Linked DNA regions of Gossypium hirsutum: region 1 is linked to region 2. Evidence: chromatin contacts called from public Hi-C data. All regions are on one chromosome and are shown on one strand. The core of a region is the stretch at or near the end of the contact, and the rest is flanking DNA. Distances in the headings are between cores, read along the strand shown. Region 1 holds the start of LOC107904782. Region 2 has its middle 21 kb from the start of LOC121218107.

Region 1 (4,135 bases), core at 341-2,840, 87 kb after region 2:
TTCAAAAGTCAAATACTGAACTTTATGGCTCCCTATGCCTTATACGCAGAAAAACTCACGGTTAAACCCTATTCGTATAACCATAAATGCAACCATTCTAACAGGACTTGTAATCCGCAAAACATGATAGAAGCACATGCAAGTGCACAAAACCATTCCAACCTAACAGCAAAGAATGATGCTTTTGAGGTTTAAAATACCAGGACAGTAAACGGTGGGCAAATTAGGATCAAACAATAAGGATGAGCAGTGTCATTCTGTACAAATTGGATGCTTAAAGCATTGGAAACTAGGACAAAACAGAAACTTGCTTCCTATCATAGATATGAACCCTATCATTAATCATTCAGTAAATGGAAGCAAAGAGTTTTAAAATTATACTCATACAAAATAAACAGATTCCTATTTATGATAACCAAAACGAAACAATAAAAATCTATCCAATCATACTTCTTAAAAGAGATAAGATTTGACTGGATTTTCTCCCATCATAGATATGAGCACCATCCATGGATGCAAAGAACTGCTTAAATTCTAGCATTCATACAAGTAAACAGACTTGTTCTTACTACAATAAAAAATAAGAGAAAGCCTATTCAACCATGCTTATTAAAAAGATAATATTCGGCTCGATTTTGCCCATTCAAATCCAATAAACTGAAAGACCTTAAAATGCCATCAATGAAGCCCAAAGTACACCCTTGACCACTGCTTGTAATTTTAAATTGAGTTGTCATAATTATATCTCAGTGTTTATATAGACATTAGCATCTGAGCCACTAAATGCTTTCAAATAATGCAATTATAACCAGTTTATAATGGCTGATTTAATAGAAAACAGATGTACAATTGAATCCAAATATCGAAACATATAAGAACATTAACAACTTCTCGATCTTTCCTGGCATTCACCATCAATGATATTGGCATGGCTAAACCTCAAACTAACAAGCTCAATACCTAACTTTCACACAAACACAAGCATTCAAAAATGAACCTTTTGGCATTGATTTGAGCTCACCAAGTCCTAAATTACTCTAAAAGAGCCTACACTAAGAGTGGCCAAATTTTATTTTCTTTACTAAAATTCATCAAATTAAAACAGAAACATTGCTCCTCTCATTGCAAGTAAGCGATCAACAAGTTGAAAGACACAAAATATCCACCAAAAAACTTGAGGAAAATCCAATAGTTTACACTTCATATAACAATCAAGCAAATAAAGAAAAAGTATTTAGACTGAGAGAGAAAGGAAATAAACCTGGGAATCGTGATAATAAACAGTAGAGAAAAGACTGTGACAATCTCTCGCCGGTGAGAGGCCTGATCTGATCGGCGGGAGAGACGAAAAACGACGACGCTAGGGAGATGCTATACGAGATAGGTAGATGTGACGGTGCATTTGGGAAGCTTATTATTTGTTAGGGTTTTCCTTTTGAACTTTTTGCTATTGTGTTTGTTTTTTTATTATTTCCCGAGAAAAAAAAAAGGGAATAGAGTCAAAAAATTTTCTCGAGGGGAGGCACTTTCTCGAATACCAAACGCGTGTAGAGGGAAGTCCTCTGCTTTTTTTTTTTTGCTAAACTGAACAATAGTACTCTCATAAGAATGTGAAGGTCCTTTCACAATCTTCCACGTCATCCCAAATCCGGTCTCTTTCTTCCTTTGTAGGAAACATAGAAAATTTGGCCAATGATGCCTACAACTATGAGAACAAATTTATTATCAATTCTTGGATTTTAAATAATAGATTTATCACTTATTTACTTCAATAAAATTTTTAACTTCTAAACTTTTTTTATCATTTAAATAAGAATATAAAAATGCAGAATTTTAATTTTCAATAATCTTCTTGAATTTTTCTTTTTCATTTAAAATTAAAATTTTGGACAAAATTAAATACATAAAGAAAGCACATAGCTTATTTTTAACTAGGCTGATTACGTTATCGATTTTTAATTTAATTGATTAATTTTTTAATTAAATAAATTACTAAAAATAAAAAATTCAATTCAACCAGTTCATACTAATTTGCGAATCAATTAATCAACCTTATTTTTCAAACTGATTTGTTTGTTTTTTCTAAACACATAAGCTTTGTTTTCTTTTCAAATCTATACTCCATTTTAATTTAAAGTTCTTCAAATTTTTTATATCCTTATTTAAATAAATAATAAAAAGCAAAAAAAAGGGTTATTTCATATTTTATTTTAATGAGATAAGATAAATGATAAGTCTATGCTTTAAAAATATTCATTTTTTATTCAAGAATTGATAAAATTTTCGTTCTCATTATAAAAATTCTCACCAAAATTGTTGCCTATGTATAATATAATTTAATTACGATACGAGCAGCTCGATCCAATTCAAAGGTCATAATAGAGATGAGATTAGTTTCCCTCAAGGCTCAATCACGAGATCTAAATCCAAGTACAACTTGAATTCGATCCTTCTTTCGCTTCCTTTGTTCATTCTGTATCATTTGATATTAGATTTGGCATTTTAGGTGGTCTTTGTGTTCTTATAAATTGATTTTCAACGAACAATCTCAAAACAATTTTTTTTTCCTTTTATCCATAAAGTTTTCAGGAAAAAATATTTTTCAGTGGGTGAACGTTTTTCAAACGATCTAAATTTTACATAATATTTCTTGGCACTATTTTAGAGTATACAAAAATATTTCACACAAAAAAAGATATAAAAAAAGACAAAAAAAGAAAATGCAAAAAAATATATATTAAAAAATTTTGTGGGTTGAATTTTGTGCTGAAGTTTTCTAGATCAAATCTACATTATTTGAGGAAATTCCGGTTTAAATTTTGTGATTTTTGGAAATCGGGAATACCTCAAACGAAAAAAATTTCTAGTTGTTTTTCATTGTTTCAAGTTTTCAGTTGGGTAGCTTATTTTCTTTGATTCTAGAATTAGGTTTTCTTTTGTTTTAGTTTTTTTTATTCTATTATGCATTCTAACATATTTTCATTTCTTGTGTTAATAGGTCCTTTGTCCACCCAACTTACTTCTTTTGGAGTCGAGTTCTTATTCGGCTTCTTAGAGCCTTAGGTCAACTTTGTTAGAGGGTGATCCCACATCTTTTTTAATATTATTGAGTTTGATTACGTTTTAAAAGTTACAAGTGAGAAAATCTTAATTTCTTTTCTTTGTCTCTTAGTGTTTTTTTTATTGCGAGTGTATAATGGTGATGTTTAATTTTCTTTGATCATTTTTTTCTAAGTGTTTTTTATTTTAGCCTCTATTAATGGTATGTACACATAGTAAGGACGATGAGCATGATCTATCCATGGTTACCATGGACCAACTTACAACAATGCTTAACGAACTTCGACAAGAATTCAAAGAGGCACAACAACACTTGGAAAATAAGTTCACCACATTGGAAGCTCAGGTCCTTCATCACAAAGCGGACCAACAAAATTTCAGTCAAACTTTAGCTCGAATGGAAACTAACAATGATGATGATAATAAGCAGCCTCTTCACCATGATGATAAGATTGATGATTATGATGATGGTTATGAGCCGCGACAATCTTCTGGACGTATTAAACGTGGCTCGCGTACTCGCGATGCAACCTCCGGTACTAATTCTCGTAGCCACTTTTCTGTAAATAAACCAAAATTCAGTGTTCCACTATTTAACGGCAAGTGTGATCTTGACATCTATTGTGATTGGGAGAATAAAATTGAGTTGTTGTTTGAATATTGCAAATGTTCAGAGGAACAGAAGGTTCCATTAGCTACCTTGGAATTCTCCAGCTATGCTTTAAGTTGGTGGACTCAACTATTATGGTCCCAACGAATAAACCATGAGAGATCCATTGACTCATTAGATGATTTACAACGAACTATGCTGTCGAAACCATTTTTTTTAATTCCGAAAAAAGGGGGATATACTTTGAAAATAAAAATAGGGAGTCGCCACCGATCTTTTATTAAGGTGTGACCGGTTCACCATTAAAATGATTTTTGGTATGCGAATTTTGAGAAAAACAGGTTCGGGAGTCGGTTACGCACGAGGAAGGGTTAGCACCCTCGTGACGCCCAAAATTGGTACCGAATTGATTGTTTAATGTCTTAATGCCAAAATTTTGAAAAGATTTTAAAATACGATCCTTTT
Region 2 (3,724 bases), core at 1,091-3,590:
TGAAAGGACTTTTCGTGTTGGTGATTGGGTCTATTTGAAGTTACATCCATATAGGCAGAAAACTGTCAGGAAAATCCTCAATCAAAAGCTCTCTCCTAAATACTATGGCCCTTTTCCAGTACTCAAGAAGGTTGGCGATGTAGCGTATACTCTGCAACTACCTCCGGGGTCCCGTATCCATCCAACTTTCCATGTCTCCCAGCTGAAGAAACATATAGGGTCTACTCCTTCACAATCTCACTTACCTTTGGTCGATGTTCATGGTGTTTTACCGAAGGAACCGGTCAAAATTATCGATAGGCGGATGGTTAGAAGAGGGAATCAAGCTATCACTGAAGTTCTTGTCGAGTGGATTGATTCTTTTTCAGAAGATGCTACTTGGGAGTCTTTGTCAGAGTTGCAGGCTAAGTTTCCTCATTTTCATCCTTGAGGACAAGGATTTTGGTTCTGAGAGGGTGGCATTGATGAGAGCTAGAAAAGTTAATAAAACAATGTGAGTTTTGGACTGAAGGAAAAATTAGTAAAACGGGGCGTAGTACGTTAGTAAAACGATGAGTTTTGTTTAACTATTTTTGCCACGTCAAATTCTTATTATTTTCCTTTCCTTTTAAGCTGAAATGTGTGAGGAAGGCGGTTATGAAAATTGTTGAATGAAAACAAACTTCTTCTCCTCCTATTCTCTCCTTCTCTGTTCTTTCTGTTCTCTCTCAAAATTTTCTCAATTTTTGAGCTTCTAACAATTTCCTGCCAATATGGAGGATTCTGCAAATAGATTATCCAAATAGGTAAAGAAAGCACACGGTTAAAGAAGCAATTAAAGAAACAAAACTTCAAAGAAATACATTGAAATGACCCAAGTTTGGCTTTAGCTTCCCAGCGAAAACTTTAAGAGTAGTTGATTTTCCAATGCCATTGGTTCCAACCAGACCAAGAACTTGCCCAGGCCTTGGAACTGGTAACCTGAAATTACAATTCAAAACCATCTCAAAATGGAGGTGGTGGGAGAAAGAAAAAAAAGAAAGCATGCGAAAATTACAAAAATTTTCAAGAACAATATGAATGAATAAACCTGTGTAGTTTAAAAGTAATATTCTTATATCTATGGGTTGTATCTTTATCCAAATCCCTTGGTAAGTTGATGATTTTAATTGCTTCAAATGGGCATTTCTGCATCAGAAGATAGGTGGTTCAGCTTTAGACACATACTATTCGTCATCTGCAAACATAGAAACCAACACCAATTCGATATCAAAGTGAACTTACATACCTTGACACAGATACCACAACCAATGCACAACTCTTCAGAGATGAAAGCAATCTTTGAGGCAAGGGTAACCTCAATGCAAAGTTTCCCTGCAGGAGGAGAAACAAAGTGAGATAGACTATCTGAAGCAGGAAAGAATAGATAAACCAGACCCAAGTAGCAGGGTAACAGCTGACTTGAATATCAAGTGTCCGACAAGACAAATAAGTTACAAGCATTAACAATATCCAAAGTGCAAGTCTAGAATGATGGTTAATTAGTTTACAATTATAAGGCCACTTGTGAAGTTTAAATAAAACTCCACTGGCAGTGTACAGAATAATAATCCTATATACATGCTGTCAGAAACATTATTGTGACAAGAATTCCGTATCCAAGAATTATAGTTTCCTCCTAACAATCTGTTATCTTATACTTCTTCACTGTTCTTCTATATTCGTCCCTATTTCTTTCAGGTTACCGGCTGATACTAATCTGGCTTGCAACACAAGCACAATAAGTTTCCTTGTTACTTTCACCGATTCTCCAATAATCAACATCGTTCGAGAAGAAATACTGAAACAATACATTTAAGGCAATTCGATTAAGATGACATTAGATTAACCCCTAATTCTAAATCTCCGAAAACAGGAAAACAACTCCATACTAAAAAACATGAAAAAAATAATCAGTAACGGGAAGAATAAAGTTTATGTTACCGGTTTTAACAACAGGACAGCTCTTCTTGCATTCCTGATGGAACTTCTTGGGCCTGCAGCGGTCAGAGCTGACAATCGCGATACGCGTCAAGCAATCCGCCACCTCTCCGTTGGATTTACAAAACGAAAACCGATGGATTTATTAGGTGTAGGGATTTGAAGATCAAGCTGCGTTTGTTTAGCTTATGGAAAAAGGAGGAGAAAAAGAGGGAGGAGGTGTGTGCTTCTATTTGATGTTGGGAGGGAGAGGGTGGAGGTGGCTTTCGGGTTGGAAGGGTAAAGCAGGGCATAAAAATCAGGAGCTGTAAAACGGAAGCAAAACTGAGCTTTTGGAAGGGAATAGAAAGCAACAGATTTTAGGAATAGGGGTGTAATGTAATAAGCCCATAATAGGGCATACACCCAACCAAACTTGCTGTTAGAGTCTGATATTCAACTTCTCTCTAGTCTTATCTTATTTAAATATTTTTTATTAAAAGTAATTCCATTACATATTTTAGTCCAACCGTTTATTTCGGTTAACAAAAATTCCTTAACCAATAATATTATGACACTTGGTAAAAACTTTAATTTTTTTTATTTTTCTCCGCCTTCTCTCTCCTCTTCCACGTTGCTTTTTCATCTTCCTCCTCCTCGCTTCATTAAACTCTTCGTTAAAACTCTGTTGATGAGAATCCCAGGTGCCCTTTTCTTGTCATAGCTTCCGCTGTTGAGAATTGTTGTTTTGAGTTTAAAGTTACGACTAAGTTTTTTAATTCCATACTTAAAGTTTACTCTAATAATGGGAATTTTAGTGAGGCACCGAAGACTTTTGATCATGTGAAGAATAATGGGATTAAGAATTAAGATTGATGAGAGAACTTGTATTGTTCATTTAAATACTCATAAGAGAGCGGATGGATTGGGGCTGGCTTTAGATTTCTTTGATCAAATGGTACAATCAGGTGTTGAAATTTCTGCTTATTCATTAACCTGTGTGATTATAGGATTGTGTAGAAATGGAAATATAAAGAAAGCTAGAGAGATAATGGAGGAGATGTCTGGTAGAGGGATTAAAGCTAAAAAATATTTGAAGCATGGCTTATTAAAAAAAAGCTTGTAAGGAACAGAGAAATGGAAACTCAAAGAGTGCAATTTCCAAAATATCTTGAAATTTTATTTTGAGTTCGAAAATCCATATTTAACATATTGCAATTAGGAGAGAGCTTTGTGATTGTTCATTATCTAATGCTTATTAAAAGTTATTTTGTATTTTGTTAAGTTGAAAAATTTATAGTTTAAAATTTTTAAGGAGAGTTTAACGGGGAGGAGTAAAACGATGAGATAGGAACGTAGGAGAGAAGGGAGAAGGGAAAAAAACCCTTAAACTAAAGTTTTTGCCACGTGTCATAATATTATTGGTTAAGAAATATTGATTAATGGCAAAAAAATGGTTATATTAAAAAATTAACAGAATCATAGTTTAGGTACACTTTTGATCAACAAAAGTTTAGGTACCTAAATGAGAAAAATACTATAGCTTGAGGGCCAATTTTTCATTTAAACCTTGATTCAATTATATAAAATTTAAAAAATATATAATTTTTTTCAAATTGCATCAACATAAGTGTTTATATATATATAAATTAAATGTAAAAGTGATGTCACGTAGATAATGGGATTACATATATTAACACATTTGAAGGCAATGTTAATTTTGTGGTTGAAATAGTGGCCACAACTTCAGGCATTTTTTTATTGCCTTACTTGTCTATTTCCAAGC

Evidence for each region. Hi-C and Micro-C count contacts between places; a contact is called where the count stands out from the background.
Region 1: a Hi-C map of leaf shows a contact between it and region 2, with 1.8 times the contacts expected there. The contact joins the promoter of LOC107904782 here to the enhancer-like site in region 2. A contact is called at or near these places in 9 of 34 Hi-C or Micro-C datasets (fibers, hypocotyl, leaf and 1 more).

Annotation. Positions count from the first base shown.
Region 1 is chrD05:29,282,920-29,287,054 of Gossypium_hirsutum_v2.1, forward strand. LOC107904782 reads right to left here and starts at 1,591. Exons shown (of 4, transcript XM_016831272.2): 1 at 1,262-1,591.
Region 2 is chrD05:29,195,636-29,199,359 of Gossypium_hirsutum_v2.1, forward strand. No RefSeq gene overlaps it. Among protein-coding and RNA genes, the nearest start is that of LOC121218107, 21 kb to the right of the region's middle. Within about 2 kb of position 2,341, at least 8 of the 9 cell types and tissues checked have an H3K27ac peak or open chromatin away from gene starts, as enhancers often do. A contact at or near this core is called in fibers and leaf, where this site is marked.